Linked DNA regions of Macaca mulatta: region 2 is linked to region 1. A link is a contact called in public Hi-C data. All regions are on one chromosome and are shown on one strand. The core of a region is the stretch at or near the end of the contact, and the rest is flanking DNA. Distances in the headings are between cores, read along the strand shown.

The links. A called contact is a pair of places that touch in the nucleus more often than the background predicts.
Region 2: a contact with region 1 is called in a Hi-C map of liver, with 2.3 times the contacts expected there. The contact joins the promoter of CDK8 here to the promoter of RNF6 in region 1. A contact is called at or near these places in 3 of 14 Hi-C or Micro-C datasets (CD4 T cells, fetal cortex germinal zone and liver).

Annotation. Positions count from the first base shown.
Region 1 is chr17:6,335,601-6,341,601 of T2T-MMU8v2.0, reverse strand. It overlaps RNF6 (ring finger protein 6), which reads left to right and starts at 2,344. Exons shown (of 7, transcript XR_013407948.1): 1 at 2,344-2,659; 2 at 3,332-3,414; 3 at 4,984-5,194. It also overlaps a transcript of CDK8 not described here.
Region 2 is chr17:6,370,147-6,376,147 of T2T-MMU8v2.0, reverse strand. It overlaps CDK8 (cyclin dependent kinase 8), which reads right to left and starts at 2,894. Exons shown (of 13, transcript NM_001261340.1): 1 at 2,739-2,894. The coding sequence starts at 2,866.

The sequences.
Region 1 (6,001 bases), core at 1,095-3,594:
TGCCATCCATAAACTTAGTTAAGATTTCAACTTAAACTTAAAAACTTGAAATCGAGTGCTCCATTTTGTTTTAAATTGTAATTAAGGCTGTCGTTTTATGAAGCCAAAATCTCTTAAACATGACAAGTACATAATTTACCAGATATACAGAAAATCCTTTTAATCTTATGGTTTTAATTATTTTACACCTTTTTATTCCTAATTGTAAAAAGTGCAGGAGTTACATGAGGCATACACACTTAAAAAGGCCAGGTACCAATCCAATAAACAGAAATTAATTAGACCAGAGACTTTGGCAGGTCCTGAGACCCAGAGTAGATATCTAGAATGATTCAGCTGTCTATTCCAGCTATTGTACCTAAGGCCCTCTTGGTAGTCATTTTTTCTTGGACCACAAAAACTGAAGCAAGGTGTTGGATTCAAGTTACATACATTACCTGACTCTCTACTCACAAAAACCTGCAGCTTCCTACCTGGTAAATCACTTGATTGTATTTTTATTTACACATTTTTATATATTTTTTTAATTCTTAGGGTATATAATAGGAAATAGGAAAAATAGGAAGAGACACAAATGTCCTTCCCACTCAACATGTAAAAAGTATTTGCACTTGGATTATTGCATTTGATTGCACTCTCCAAAATTCACATAGGTATTAAAAATGATTTCTACTTATTTTCTATGATATGTGTTCACAATATCTGAAGTCGTTGCACTATGTGCATTAATCCTGTTTGCCAAAAGATTGCACTTTTCTCTGCTCATACATGCAGTAGGCTGAGGAGAATGTTCTGCCAGGTGCTGTGCTCAGTTCTGGGATTACAACAATGAATAAGACCATTTGTTCACACTTAAGGAGTTCAGACTCTAGGTAGGAAAAACCTAAAATCAGAAAATCATTTCAAGTATTTGCTCAATGACTCTTTTTCCATGGAAAAAGAGGGCAAGGACTTCATTCTGTGAGGACGTGACTGTTTGATTCAGTCTGTATTACCAGCACCTAATACACAGTCACACTATTTGTTAAATACATGAATACATGTTAAAATGGGTTTATATAGAGGGAGTATGGGAGCCCCCAAAAGGGACATTTGCCTAGTTTTATGTGTAGATATTGGGCTTGAGGGTGAGATAAGGGTGTTACCTCAGAGGTATCAGGAAAAATTCCTTAAAGATGAGAACTGAGCTGAGTTTTGGGAGACAGAGAGAATTAGGTAAAAGTGGAGTTGGGGGTTGCGTAGGAGTTCCCGTATCTTGTGGCGGAACTTCCAGCAGTTTCAGAGTGCCAAGACATCAATCTGTCAATGTAAGCAGCGGAGAGACCTGGAAGGACTTTCTAGGCTGTTTTATATATTTCCATTTTAGTATCCATATCCCTATGCTTATTTTAAAAACTTGTCCATAGATCCTTACTACACTGGTAGCTCACTGATGCTAAGGACTGCCCAGCATAATAATGGGAATATGGTAGTTCCTCAAAAATTAATGCAGAAATGAAATAACAAACGGGAGAATGACAAGTAACGGCATTGTGAGCACTCTCCAGTGATGAAGTCATCTGGATAGCGGGGATGTGAGGAAGGGGGCCTATACCAGGTTAGACGGAGACCTACTCAGCATATTAACTAATGGTGAGGCAAGTTTAGTAAGCCTCACATCTCAGAAATAAAATCAGAGAGAGGAATGTTGGGAGTTTCAAACTGCTTTCCTAGCGAGAAGGTGAAAAAACACAAAATGTAGTGGGGTGCAGTGCCTCATGCCTGTAATCCCATTTTGCTGAGGTGGGAGGATTGCTTGAGGCCGAGTACGAAATCAGCCTGGGCAACATAGCGAGACCCTTGTCTCTACAAAAGAAAAAAATGTGAAATTAGTGGCAAGCGCCTGTAGTTCCAGCTACTGGGATGAGGAGGGCGGAACGCTGGAGGCTGCAGTGAGCTACGATCGCTCCACTGCACTCCAGCCTGGGCGACAGGGCGAGACCTTTTCTCAAATAGAGATAGGCAGACAGACTTCAGAATGTATTAGGGTTTGTAATTTCCAGGTTCCAACGAACAGCAAGGGAAAGGGCCTGGCTGGGTAGTACGTTACACCCGGAAGTAAAGGGACGAATACACCTTTGGGTGCACTTTGTAGTCTGGCTGGCAAACAAGCAACACGGACGCGTAGAGTTAAGTGCTGGGACTTCCCAAGCCTGGAAAGCAAGCTGTGTCTCTGCGACTACGCGGCTGCCACCAGCGCTGAGCGGCCGGTTTTTGGCCTCGAGGAGGAGGCACTGTAAGGGCGGCGCGGAGAGGGCGGAACGCGGGACGCAGGCACCCTAGCTCCCGACGGACGCAATTTTCAGTCGCACGGGCGAGCTCCGGTGCGAGCTGCGGAGCGACTCCCCTTCGCCGAGTGGGCGGCCTGGCTGTCTGGAAAGAAGGGCTGGGGCCTGCCGTTCCGCCCGCGGAGCATCCTCCCCAGCTGGACGACCCCACGCTGCAGCACGGGCTTCCGGCTTCTCTCCTCAGTGGCCAATTCGAGGGAACAGCGGGCTCCGGAGGCGCGGCGGCAAGCCTATCCCGCCTCCTAGCCACAGCCTCCAGCACCCGAGAGAACCGCCGTCCGCGGCACACTTTTTCCGGGAAGGAGGCGGAAGGCCCGGGACTTGGAGGACAGGTGGGTTCGAGGGAAAGATCTGGGTCCCACCACTACTTCCTGGAGACGCCGGGGAAAGCAGGCCATCCTTCGAGCCACCCATCTCTTCTCCGATTGGTTAACTGCCCTCTTAATGCGCTCCGCTGGCTGGAGATTGGTTGGGATGCACCGTCTATCACCTGCTTCCCTGTGGGAATCTAGGTCGCTAAGGGAAGCGTTACTTGAGGCTCGGTTGGGAAGAGGTTGGTTGGGCCCCTTGAGCCCACTCTGTTTATCATACTGGGGATCGTCCCCCGGCGCGAGCTTCCGTCGCAACGGCCAGGAAAGAAACCAGTAGCGGGACGGAGGGCGGGGGTGGCAAGAAAGTCAAGGTTTAGAAGTAAGCCAGAGACGCCTAACCCTGGTAACATCCGAATGGGAACGGGATAGGAAGGAAGGCCTTTGAGAGAGGAGGCGTAAACCCAGGAGCAGTGACAGTGTAGGACGAAAGGCCTAAGTTTGTTGCGGGAGGTAGGGGCCTTGCGGGAGGTGTTCATGACCTAATTGTATGGGGATCTAATTTTCTAGATGTGTCTAACAAAATCCACTGGAGAATTTGCTTTGGCTTTGCAGCAGAGTGGGGAGACTCCCACCCGTTCCTGGCCTTCAAAGAGACAGTTTATTGAATTATTCACCTCTCTTTTATTGCTTCAGATGGGCAACTCTCAAAAAAGGTACAAACAATTGAAGGATGGATACCATGGCATATGGTAAAAGCATGTCGAAAGGAAAATAAGGTATTCGCTTTGTTTTCATGGTGATTAATTGTATAAGAAAATTACCTTTAAGGAGAAGCTGTTACGTTTTAAATAATATTAGGGTAGCTTGATTTTATGATAGGTTTCTGTAAAGTTATTTATTACAAAAATCCTATTATTGCTGTACCTACGAAATATGCTCTTTGCTAATTACGGTCCTAATCTGAAGATAGAAATCTTGAGTTTTTAGTAGTGTTAATTCGTATTTGAGTGGATAATGTTACTAGGTCATTTGTTCAAAATGACAAAATAACCACAGTGAAAAAAATCCTTGAATTTGTAATTTAGTGTTACAGGTGAAATTGAATAGTTGCCTACTCCTACAGTGTTTTAGACTTCTAGGCTAATTTCACCTTATATTTAAAGCAGCTTGCTTATTAAACACCTGGTGTATTTCGAGAGGCGGAGTTGCACAGTTGCTTCACTGGTAGCCTAGCCATTTGAGCCTCCAGCCTCTACTGAATCAGGTGCTGTATCACTCATACCCTTTAGTGACATGCCAGAGGTTGTTGAGGAATAGTTTATTTCATCTGTAGAACACCCAAATTAGCTCTTAACAGCAGACCTGGTCCTACCCTGGAAAACTCTAATCAAGGATTGGGGATGAGATTTGGGCATCTGGATTTTTAAAAATGTCCTTAAGTGAGTTTGAGAACCATTGCTTTAGTGTGACTTACTAAATAGATATGTTTAAGAAATTTTAAAATATTTATGAAACAAACATCTTTCTCCCTTGATTTCCTTATCGTTTAAAAGCGAGCTTCTCAGGAGTGACATTTAAATATAATTCAAAAACAGTGTTTTCTTAGGCAAAGTTAGGAAGTTTCACTGGCACTCTGAAACTCCTGGGACTAACCATTCCAGGCTTAAGGATGAGGCTTGTTATGGGGAGATACAAAGTGCTCTGATGCACTTTCACAATCCTTGAGCCATACATGATGTCTTGTTTCCTGTTGGGTTTCAAAGTCTTCCTGGTAGGCTTTAACGAGAGATCACCTCCCAGTCTGTTCAGTAGATATTAATTAGGCTAAATGATTTTTACCTCAACAAAGTGCAGTGGGGGATAATATTACATTCATGAGCCTTATTTTGGAAAGAATACCTTGCTGAAAATAAATGTAAATTATATCATCCCAATACCCCTTTGCTCATTAAGTGAAGAATGTGCATAATTCAAGCCTAAAATTTGTAATTAATGTGAAGTACCCAGATACTGAAACATAAATGAGGACTTCTGGATCAACTTTTCCAGATCATTAGCCGGGTCAAAAATGAGATAATCACTATGGTATTCAGGCATGAGCATTGTGTGGTAAACCCAAATCCAGTCTGACTTAATGGCTTTAGGCAAAGAAGTAGCTCCAATTGTGTTGTATTTCCTAGAAGTTGTTTTTCATTTTATATGTAAGGTTCTCACTGCAAGACTTGGCAAATACAGTATTTGGGTAGGGGACAACATTTAAAAATTAAAAACTGTAAGTTATAAATACAAAGCTAAATGTGGTCCATGACTTAACACCTTGAATTTTGTTTATATTGTTTGAACAGAAAGCCAGGAATCTCAGGATGAATCAGTCTACATCTAGATCAGATGGTGGCAGTGAAGAAAGCTTATCTCAAGACCATAATCATCATGAAAATGAGAGAAGATGGCAGCAAGAGCGTCTCCACAGAGAAGAGGCCTATTATCAGTTTATTAATGAACTCAATGATGAAGATTATCGGCTTATGAGAGACCATAACCTTTTAGGCACCCCTGGTAAGAGATCGGTAAAAGAGGAGACACCTTTTTCCATCATTAGGTGGAAGGATTTCAAGATAAGGAGAATTGGTATTCTTTTTCCCTGTTTCTCTTTATGAAAATATAGTATATTGTTTTTGTGAGTTTAAGAACTTTTTAGTGTAATAAAGTAGAAAATCCCTGGCTTCTGTATTTTATAAGGTGAAAATATGGGACATGGAGCACTGTTACACAAATGCCAAACTAAGAAACAGGTTAATGTACATAATGGTGTTAAGTATTTACATATATGGTCCTATTTGTAATTTTTATACAAATAAAATATGACTTGGCTGGGTGTGGTGGCTCACGCCTGTAATTCCAGCACTTTGGGAGGCCAAGGTGAGTGGATCACCTGAGGTCAGGAGTTCGAGACCAGCCTGGCCAATATGGTGAAACCCCATCTCTATTGAAAATACAAAAAATCAGCCGGGCGTCGTGGTGCGTGCCTGTAATCCCAGCTACTTGGGAGGCTGAGACAGGAGAGTTGCTTGAACCTGGGAGGCAGAGGTTGCAGTGAGCCGAGATCATGCCACTGCACTTCAACCTGGGCAACAGAGCAAGGCTCCATCTCAAAAAAAAATTGACTTAAAACCCAATTTGAACTCATTTGGGGTATTATAATTTATTCAGCTGAATTAATAACTCCCCCCAAAGCCCAATGTGTTCCATAAAGTTTTTTACAAATGAACTAATGGAAATTTGTATATTTATATATTGTGTGTTTTTATATTGATGATCCATATAATGAAGTATTGGGGATAAAATTAAAGATGTGAAGTTTTC
Region 2 (6,001 bases), core at 1,645-4,144, 34 kb before region 1:
AGAAGAAATTAATCCCAGGATGTATTGTGTATGTCTTTAAACTCTATTATAATCTGAAATTCACACAGTAATAAAAGGTCCCTTTTCCCTACCATGCAATCATGCCTCAAGTAAGTCAAAAAATGAATCTTTCAAGCTATTTTATTTCCTAAAACTTAATAATTTAAGCAGCTAACTCCTCTGGTCTAAATTATTTTACCAATTGTTCATGTTCTATGCTCACTGGGGCAACTGAAAGGATACAACGTTTACATACATTCATTTCAATAGTCAAATATGTCTAAACCAAGCTTATTTGTGTTATTTCCTTTTATAGAAATTCTCAGGTTCTCCTTGAAGGTGTTACCGTCTGAGTTCCTAGAGAACAAATCTCAGCTGCAGAATATATAATGTAATTTGAAAGTAAATCAATACTAGAAACAAATTATTTGATCATCATCTTATTATAAAAGATTAAACAGCCACAAATTTTATTTTACCAGGACTAAAATGCATTAAATTACATTTCACTGACATAAGATCAAAAGAACCTCATAAATAGTATGCGATATTTTACCAGAGTGAGGTTACAAAAAAGAAGTCAAACTGAAAAATCCCTGTAATTTTAAAACTCTCCAAAACTATCTCTAAAAGATAGTAATTTTAAAACTCTCTTGACATTTGATCCATTAAAAACAGAAGTTCATCACATAAAGAGAATCATTAAAGACTGATGGAAAACAAACGCCAAGGATTACAAATAATAAGCTCTTTTTTCCAAAATGCAATGTTACTTTTCAGCTGTCACGGATGACTAAGAATGTCCATACATTATACCTTCAACTATCTTTAAATTCAAAGATATTGAAATTATTCTTTCAAATTATTCTTAACAACCTAAATTAAAACCGGACCATGGAGATATAAAATATTTGCTTAAGTACCTCCTGCCAATACACAGTATTAGTTTTCTAATAAAAGTACAACGTTAAAACAAATATGCATATTTTATTAGCTTAAGTTCATAGTTTTTGAAAACAGAAGCGGCTTCTCTCACACAGATTAAAAATAATGCAAAGGCGCTAGAATTTTATATAACATGACAGTGTGGTCAAATGCACTGTAATGTCTAATCTCATGGGATTGGGGATTTTATGAATATGCCCAAAATTACATAATACTGGGGGAAGGAGAGATGGTTTAAAGCTTTTGAGAAATATTGTATGGTAAGTTATCAAACATAATTTTTAAAATATATGTCATTACAGAGTAAAACTTCAACAATAAGTCTAATTAGACATCAACAGAGTCAGCAGTATCTCCAGACGCTGATTTCTCCAGTGCTAAAAAGTACTTTTAAATACGTGCGGCGCCCAGAGTATCAAGTTTTCAAATCCAAATCCCTACCTTCTGCCGATCTGTTCCACTTTATTGTGGCATAAAAGCACTAAAATACATATTCCAAATTAATGAGAACTCTTATCTTCCTCGTAGAGTCCATTGTAAACACTTTTAGAAAGATATTTCAGTAAATCTAAGAAAAATGTTGAATAAATACACACTTTCCTTTCCAACATCCAGAATACTAAAGTATTTATAAATATGCGCCCCCCTCCCCCACACTAGGGAACTTCAGCTTTATGAATTTTTTTTCGTGCTAATGTAGTCTGAACATACTCTCCTAATCTGAAATTTTAAGTGATTAAACATCATATAGCAGGTAACTAAACTGGAATGTTCCAGTAAAGCTACTTCGTTTCTAATAAAATCCAAAGATTATATAATAAGCTTTGACTTTTCAATAATTTTCTATTCTGTCAAAGGCAACAGAGACAACATCCATTTTACAAGAAAACATGGAGTTAATAAAATATATATTATTCCCCCCCACTAAGAACTGCCTTCTCTTTTGTCAATATTACAAGACATTCATCTACTGACAAAGAGAAAAAAACGAACAATTCACTTGCCTGTTAAGAAACTAAATTGGAAGCATTACCACTCATAGGTTTAATTAAGTTGTTACTAGGGAAGAATATTTAAAGCAAAGGGATTATTTAAAGTTCACTGCCAGCCGCTAAATTTGGGGGAAACAGCCTCAACGAGATAGTCCCTATGTCACTTGTCTTCTTCCCCACCACCCACCCTGCACCAAACCCCCATTGTTCTATGTAAAAATTCACAGCTAATAATATCTAAATAGCAACTGCAACATGTATGGTGCAGATGATCCGTATGGGGAACTCTCTCCAGAACCACATTCACTCGCTGCCTTCCTTCCCTCAAATAAAATACAAATTTGATAAAAAATCGATCACAAACTGGGGGGGGAAAGGATCACAGCCTTCCTTCTAGACCGATGGATGACACTCCCGAGGCGGGTGAGGAAATCCCCAGAAGGTTACCATAATAAATCGACCAAGGAAAAAAAAACAAACAGAAACATTTCACCCGGCGTTTTAGAACGCATTTTTTCATAAATCAGCTTTGAAATCCTTGAAAAGTATATAGCCCACGGTGCAGAGGCTCCTCTTCCCTCTTAGCACCGAAGCACAACACAGATGCGGCACGCAGGATTTCTTGTGGCTTTGGATCCCTTGTACACCACTTCCTCCCCAAACCTTGCTGGCGGAGCCAGAGGCCGGCGTCGAGGAAGTCAGAGCCCGGCACCCCGGCGGCCCGCTCTCCCTCCGGGCTACCTGCCTCGGCCTGCGGGAGCGCCGCCCAGCGCGGACACCGGCCCAGACGCACACACTCACCCATCTTTCCTCTTGGCTTTGTAGACGTGACCATAAGTGCCTCGGCCAACTTTGCAGCCCTCGTATTCAAACAGGTCCTCGACCCGCTCCCGCTCGCTGCTCAGCTTCACTTTAAAGTCATAGTCCATTGTCACAGCCTCCGAGGCCGGAGAGCTGGGTCGGGGGGCCGGGGGGCAGGGGTGGGGACCGGGGAAGCACGGGCAGCCGCAGCCCCCGGGAACCCGCCCGCTCTACGCCCGCCGGCCGCAGCACCAGCCCGACTGATGCGGCAAGAGCAGGAGGAGGCCCCGCGAAAGCGCCGGGGACATCCAGGGGGGCAGCGGGGCAGAGGCCGGCCGGGGGTGGAGGAACGGGGAGGATCCCCCGGCGAAGCAGAGCCGAGGGACGAGGGCTGGGGGTGGGGAGCGGTGTCTCTGCCCTTGTCCCCGCGGGCTCCCTGGGCGCCGGCTCCGCCGCTCTCTCCGGTCGCGCGTTCTGCTCCTGCTGCGGCGGGAGCGGCGGGGCGGCCAGGCGGGCTCTCGTCCTCTCACACGCGCACTCACGCCTCACGCGCTCACACACACGCTCACACTCACTCACTCACTCACTCACTCTCCCATACACTCAAACAGAAAGGCAGCGCCGCACAACAGCCGGTACCTCCTCAAAGAGAGGAGGAGGGAGGGCACTCGCGGAACACGGCCGCGGCTGTCGCAAAAACGTCGCGAAGCCTCGGGCTGCCTCCGAACCACCCTCCAACCCGCTCCCGCGGTGGCTGGCCGCCCCTGCTGGCGCTGGCACCCTGAGGACCGTGTGGAGGGAGCAGGGGAGCCGCTGCCCAAAGCTGCCGCAAAACGCAACACGTGGGACCAGCCCCAGCGGTGGCCGGTTCCGAGACTACAATACCCAGAATGCATAGGCCGCCGCCGCTGCCGCCTCTTCTACGACTCCGCCCCACATGGTGGGAATATGGGAGCGTTGCATGTTGGGACTCGTAGTCTAGGGTGAAATTCGTTTCAATCACTTGGGGAAAATTTATTTTTATTTTTATTTTTATTTTTATAGCGATCTAACTAGAGTCTGATTCCAGCCATAAACTTGACCAAAGAGATGCACGTGGGAAGGAGAGTAGCTTTAGAAACACATTTTGTGCCACTCTGAACTCCAGATGTTAAAGGCCACTGTCATCTATAAAAGCGGATATATTTGTAAACAGCTCGCGGGCCAGCAGTTGGGGTACTCTTGGTGTTCACAATCTGATAAGGGCTGCACAATGATGTCAACATACTGACATTACAAGCTCCAGTAAAAGTGAATCAATGACTACTGTCCAAGCTACTTCTAAACATTGTTACTCTTGTGACAGATGACCATCCAACCTTTCCTGTCCATTTATAGGAAGTATTGAGTACAGTACAGCCTTCTGCGATGCTCCCCATAAGAACACCAGTTTCTAGCTATGATTACAGAAAGGATCTAAATCCATGGGAACTAGTTTGTTAATAATTTTGCGGTAGCAGTATGTCCTGCTTCAGGAGTCCTGCTTCAAGATTGATACTAATCTATCATTTTATCTTATCCCTCTTATTTGTCTGTTTTTAATTTTTGGTTTCCAATTGTTACCATTTCCACTAAAGCTCCCCACTTCCCAAAGGGAACTTTGCACTTTTAATGTGAACTTTTTAACACTTTTTTTCCACCTTTCCTGTGTTATTTATCAAATTCCGTTTCATCTTTTATTTCCTCTCCCTTGCTAGATCCTAAGTTGTTATAGGAAGTCATATTTGCATCTTCCATAAAACCTAGTGTCATGCCTTGATAATGATGCACAGTAAACACTTGTTAAATTAATGAATGAATAAACATGTTTATCTCAAAAAAAATCCATATGCATATGATGATGATGAAGATACCATCTTGTGAAAAAACCTCCAAAGGGCTTTCTCTTACATAATTTTTCCTTGGGGAAAATTAGCGACTTCAGCACTGTGTAAAATTAAATTGTTTTTACCTAGCATACTATATAAGTATTTAGTATTTTCGTATACTGGGTTTGAATCCTGTATTATCATTTATTAGTGTGTTCTTGGAGCCTAGAATTTTTTCTTTGCTAAGTGCAAAGCACAAAACACATGTAAGCTTTCATTAATGGCATATTACTTGTTTCCATTCAGTGATGTAAATTGGGTGACTCTGGCAGAACTGCTCCTTTGCATCCTTAAAGAATTACATCTTTCTAAATACGGATTTAAAAGATTCTTCCTTAGTGTATTTTGTATTTTTTGAGGAATGTGTCTTTTGTGCACGTATTTACTCATAGATCTTGAGAAATCAAGCTACCACACCAGAGGAAAAGTTGTGAAGAGGCCGAGGACTCGGCTTGGCCCTACACTGTATCGGGTTCCCCTTCCCCCACCTCCCGTACCAATTATACACGCTATCCTGGGACACTGAAGGTCTCAGACCTTTTTATGTGTGTGTGTGTTTTTGTTTTGAGACAGGGTCTGGCTGTGTCACCCAGGCTGGAGTGCAGTGATGCGATCATGGCTTACTGCAACCTTGAACTCCTCGGCTCAAGCAATTCTCCTGCCCAGCCTCCTGAGTAGCTGGGACTACAGGCGTGTGCCACTGCACCCAGCTAATTTTTTTTTTTTTTTTTTTTTTTTTAGAGGCGGAGTCTCACTCTGTTGCCCAGGCTGGTCTTTAACTCCTGGGTTCAAGTGATCCTCCCGTCTCAACCTCCCAAAATGCTGGGATTACAGGTGTGAGCCACATACCCAGCCTCAGACTTTTAAAAATGTACTTTTGTACACTGTTTTGGCTGGCTTCACTCTGGGTGAAGGTGAACTCTCCCTGAAGGAATTGAGTGTCCTCACTGTCAACTGAGTATCCTGAATGTCAATCCTGACTGTCGGTCTTGTCCTGGGGCAGGAAAAGAAGCTAACCTTGGACTAGGGGAGAGTAAGGTCTGCTTTTCTCTTTGAAGCCAGGGTGAGAGTCAGAGGCCTAGACTATAAGTTGGAGAAATATGGTGGTAGGAGGTAAGCTGACCCTGTAAAATGGTATCAGGATGGGGAGCTGAGGAAGAAATAGCCACTAACGGCCCTTTATAGGAGAGCATGGCTAATGCTAGAACAGTAGCATCCAATATTCAGTTTTAAGTATCTCCTTTTGTGTGTGGTAATTCCCTGCTGCCACCCCCAAGCTATCAGCCTGGTCTTAGCTGTAAAGCTTATGTGCGTGCTTGCAGGAAAGAGAGAGGCAGCAGCCAGGGACTCAATTAT